2 separate regions of the Bicyclus anynana genome follow, and region 2 is linked to region 1. A link is a contact called in public Hi-C data. All regions are on one chromosome and are shown on one strand. Each heading gives the region's core, a stretch centred on a gene start, on an enhancer-like site or on the middle of the called end of the contact. The rest is flanking DNA. Distances are from core to core; before and after follow the strand shown.

Region 1 (2,654 bases), core at 77-2,576:
TACGTGCCCAAAATATATACCTTTCTCATCTACTGTACTAATAGTCACTACTTTAGTCAATTCGTTTGGCAGCGTAAAGCGTGGCATTAGTAGGTATCGGAATGAGGTCTCTATATTTACTTCCCTTCTATAATCACTAGCTAAGTATTATAATTACGCTACCTAATTTCTAGTAGCAAACTTGTTAGAAAAATTATCTTTTACCCTTTATATTAATCAATCTATTTACCTATATGTATATTGTAAAGTAGTTAAAATAATTCAGATTAATCGGTGTAGCTAGAAGCCAAAGTGTTTATATTGGTAAGTAGGTAATTTCCGCGCCGTAAACCAAAATTTGACGGTAGATAGATGTAGCAAACTTGACTGGAATTAATTCCACGGTAAAAGTCTTCAAAAGTGCAATAATTTTTTTACGTGCGTGTGCAATTTCAACTGCCTCTTGCATTGTTATAATAAGATCAGATATTAGTTATGGATCATATATTATAGTTTGATACTTTCAAACATAAAAACGGACAGCACTCGCGGCATTTACTGTTAAGGTAACCTAGGTTGGTCTAGACTTTTATTATCTATTTAATGGGGCTTGGATGCAAATTGAAATGTACAATTTTTTTTATTAAAGAAATGCATTGGTATACATAAAACTTAATAATTTAACTGCAATATTGTGTGGACTGGCCATGCAAATCCGCGCGATATACTTCTATCTTATTTATAGTTCTAAACGTACAATTAAAACACGACAAACAAGCTACAATTAAATATAATGTAAAAAAGCGATGCCACTTCACTCCAGTTTTTAAAACGACGAGTTACACAAGTTCTTTAGAACTGTGAGAACCAAGTTTACGCGACTAAATTGATGGGACGGTCGAAAGGCGGAAAGCTCCGTACGTTACCCGCCTACTTTATTTGGCCGGGTTATACTTGCGGCCGCGCTTTCATAAGCTCGAACAACTCTTCAAAATTACATACAAGCGCCATGGACACTTACCTTCGGCTCCTTGGATTGTGGCCGCTAAGGTGGTCAGCAGGACGATGGAGAGCAAGTTAATCCCATAATCCGGTATAAAGTTTCTCGACCACATCTTGTAGCACAACATTCACACATGGATCACACACATTTGTTTTACTCCTTTTATGTCGTTTAAACACAAAATAATAATCACTTCACGGAACTAAATGTAAGAACTGACACTTCATTTTGTTTTTGAACTGTTGTTACGTCGAATACACATGCGTATTGGTCATTTTAGCGGTAAAACACGTTCAAATAAACGCAACGTAAAGCCCGGTAGAAACACGCGCAGCCGCGTCCTGCTCGCATCTGACGGCTTTGTTCGTAAATACACAGCGTACGGTAAATCAAAATGGCGGCCCTTGCTATGGTGTGCGTAAGCGCAGGCTGTAACAATAGATATTTTGGCATCCGGGCCCGAACAGTGACTGTATTCATTAGATTTTATTGCGATGTATGTAAATATAGCTGATTTATTTCATAAATTTGAGCGGATTTCGTTAAAAAACCGTGAGAACGCATTCACGCACACATACAAAGATACGCGAAGGAATGTTGATTCAATGGAGAAATCAAGCAATTCAACACCACTCGGCGCTGGCGACCAATCGAGAGCTTTTGAACTTAGCGGTTTCGCATCCACGACACAGATGGCTCTGCACGTTGTAATGCGAAATTATAGGGGTGGGTTCGAAGGGGAAATATTGTTATCTAGTCCGTTGAACTTTTAACAATAATAATTTTGAACTTGTAACGTATGTAACGGGATACAATAGCTAATTTAGAATATTGCATATCATTAGTTACATTCAGAAAACGGTTACCTATTTTTGGTTTGATCAATAATTACGTTGCTATAACTTTTGTTTAGGTTTCATCAAGCTTAAGTCTGCAAATACTTTTAAATAATAACAAAAATGGCGATGTGTTATCAAAAACATCCCTTTGAAATTGAATCAGAGGACAGACTAACGACTATAAATTCAAAAATATTTGAGATTAAAAAGAAAATTCAACTATCAGGTTTGTAGCTTTCCCTTTTAGAAAACTGAATTCAGCACAAATTAAATTTCTGCTTAAAAATTGTTGCGAGTACCTACTATCTAGCTTATTTTAACACAATACGCACAGTTAATGCAAGTACAAACAAACACAAACTATTGATAGAAACAGATAGGCAATGTATTCGCTAATTCGGTGCCTGCATACCTGAGAATTTTCTTAGGTATGCAGGCACTATTCTCTACGTATGTGAAATCTGCCAATCCGCATTAGGCCAGAGCAGTGGAATATTAGCCTAACCCCTCTCATTCTGAGAGGAGACACATGCTCAACAGTGATCCGAATATGGGTTGTTAATGATGGACTATTTCTAGAGGGTCAAAGAAAATCCCACTACGAAGAAAACGAAGCAGAGAAAAAACAGAACAGTGACCTCATAGATACACTCAAGAAGGAGATTCGTCTGAGGCAGTATGAACTGGCACAAGCCAGAGAAGTGTTAGCTGACGAAGAAGCCCAGGTCAAGAAGTATTTGAACGATGTCTGCCCCATTGGTAACAAAAGTGCCGATAAGGTAACGTTTGGACCCATCTTTGAAGTTTATTTTAATAATACAATAAAAAAATTC
Region 2 (2,654 bases), core at 115-2,614, 160 kb before region 1:
TCATCATCATCATAGAGAATGCTATTTCCTGACGCGCCATCAAAATACGGTTTGGAAGGAATTCCCCCCATCACCACGGTTAGCCTTAATTAAACCCGTTAATATTACATACACAAAGTTTTAATAAATATTTTAATCCTAGGGCTAAAAGCACTATCCATACTTCCTAATTCTTGGTTAACTAACAAACTTGGTAAAGTTAACAGTTAGTTAACTTTATTCACGTGACTGCTTGTGACTTGCACCAAATGGAATCGTCACGATTTGGGATCACAAGCCACAATAAGAATGTCCGGCGCAGCGCGGGCGCACCTAATGTAGGTTTATGCGCATATTTGAATTTGAATGTATGGCTGACTCTTTTGAATATGTTTGAGTTTTTTTTTTCTACCTTACTGCTTCCAAACAGAAAAGACCAAAAACCTTCTACTAGAACTGCCTCGCTAGAGGTTACCTCTCCGTCAAAACTATTTGATCATGATCAAATGTGTTCATACAAACTGTGTCAAGAGAATCGATGTCTCATTGTGTTAAAATTACACGTGTGTGTATAACGATTTAAAATTTATAGTTGTGTGTGTGTAGTACAAGGACACAGTATATATTTATTGGTGTTAAATATTGAGTCTACCTCGTCCCTCTCAAAAAACGACAGACAATTTTGTTGGTGAATTCGAATGCGATAGAAGGTAATTGGTCTGAGCTTCTGAAGGATTGTTTTTCGAGGCGTATGAATGTCTCATTCTTGGCAACTCTCTTCATCCTACGTCTGACGGATTTCAACTTATGAGGTGTTATTAGTTAGGTTACATTTGTAAGAGCGATCAAGTTTACTTTACCAAATGAGTTTTATAAATTAGATTTTTGTCTTGTTTTTATTTTAACCTATTAATTTTTTGCTTCTTACAATAGCGCAACGACCACTGGTTTTTATTTCATGAACAAATAACAGTCAATTCAGACGATATATTTAAAAGCAGATTTGGAGGTAAGTATATGTGATCTTGTCTCAGGAAAAGGTCATAATTAACAGGTACATTATGATTTCTCAATCAAAATACCATCCTAATCCCAGTTACGAAAACCTGTATATTTTCTACTAAATCAAATTACAAAATTTGATCTACCACTGGAGTATTATTATTACTGATCGAGAAGTTGCAAGAAACTTAATAATGCTAACTAAAAATTTCCAAAAATACTTCAAGCCGTTGCCAACAAGAACTAACGGTTGCATGCTAAGACAAAAACCCTCGGGTGCAAAGCCCTGAGGGTTATGTTTTATCCCTTGTAAAAAAAGTATAATGTCATACCGAGCACGTTTGCCCTTATTAGTCCACTTGCCAGACCAGTCTGTGATCACTCATGCGTGAGATAAACGCTATCACCCGACCGTTTTATGTGCACCCGCACAATGTTTAGGACGACTATAGACTTAAGATATTGCTATTTTTCTTAATTTGCCGCTTGTATTATAATACTTTGAAAAAACTTAGATAGTTTATATACTTTATTGTGAGTATTTCTGTATACAATATTTTCATTTCCATCCATTTCATTATTATTTTTACAAGAGACGTATTTTAAGGGAAGTCTGGAATTTCATGATTTGATAACTCATACTAATTTATTATCCTTTGCTTATTGTTATTATCAATACCTGTATTTTACTACAACTTATGCTTGTGCATTTCACAAACGTAAAGTTTAGTAGTTCCTGTTAAAGCCTTAGATATCTTTTTTTAATTGAAGCTTTATTGATAATAAAGTAAGCTCATGTATCAGAACAGAAGGTCCTGTGCTTTGTCACTAACCCAATCAATTAGGTTTTGTGAATGTTTCGTATGAAGCCTGTCTGTCATATGTGGCCTACCTTATAGTCCTTTGATCGAAGTACCTTTTCAAATTGTCTGCACTATAGAGCACTCGAACTTCGATCTTAACCGGACGATTTGTGAAGTCACTTTCCTCATTCTGCAATGGTTGTATGTGTGTTCTACGCAATTTAGTCGGGTTACGTGATGAGGGGACGGTTCCAGTGAGTGGTTCCATCCGCATCATTGCATCGATGACATGTTTTGTGTACTTGACAGTGCGCTCAGGTTGATGCAAACATGTGGGTATATAGTGCACAGTTCATAGTAGTTACGTAAACACAGTTTTTATATTGTTTTCAAGAATATTTGCCATATTTTTCAAATATGACAAACATTTCCAATCCCCTCAAACTAATCGGAAACGGCTGAGTAAGGAATAGGTACAATTGTCCAGCCAACAGGGATCGAACCATGACCACTCGATGATGAGTCCGTTCCCTTTAGCGTTGAACAAAAGTTAAAAACAGCAGTTTTGAAATTCATAACTACCACTGTGAAATTGTAGAAAAATCAACGCATAGATTTTTAGCAACAACTTATTAAGCAATCAGATATACGTAATAAAAAATATTTTGGATTCAGATCTTATAAAAGGGCTGAAATTAAAATAGGTGTTACAGCATGTGTAGAATTTTATAATTATTTACATATAGTAATCCCGAAAGACATCTATTTTAGAAGCCAATTATAATTAATGTTTATTAACAAATTACCAAATATCATATATGTTTGGAATACACTAGTCTAACCAAGCCAACCTTGATTAGATACCAGGAA

What was found. A called contact is a pair of places that touch in the nucleus more often than the background predicts.
Region 2: a contact with region 1 is called in a Hi-C map of whole larva, with 2.9 times the contacts expected there. The contact joins the enhancer-like site here to the promoter of LOC112052049 in region 1. A contact is called at or near these places in 2 of 2 Hi-C or Micro-C datasets (whole body and whole larva).

Annotation. Positions count from the first base shown.
Region 1 is chr4:16,872,041-16,874,694 of ilBicAnyn1.1, reverse strand. It overlaps LOC112052049 (neurogenic locus Notch protein), which reads right to left and starts at 1,326. Exons shown (of 33, transcript XM_052881334.1): 1 at 1,001-1,326. The coding sequence starts at 1,109. LOC112052041 (myosin-11) reads left to right here and starts at 1,512. Exons shown (of 11, transcript XM_052881335.1): 1 at 1,512-2,047; 2 at 2,401-2,600. The coding sequence starts at 1,942.
Region 2 is chr4:17,027,406-17,030,059 of ilBicAnyn1.1, reverse strand. All of the region lies in intron 8 of LOC112052049 (neurogenic locus Notch protein), which reads right to left. Among protein-coding and RNA genes, the nearest start is that of LOC128198068, 17 kb to the right of the region's middle. Within about 2 kb of position 1,364, at least 8 of the 8 cell types and tissues checked have open chromatin away from gene starts, as enhancers often do.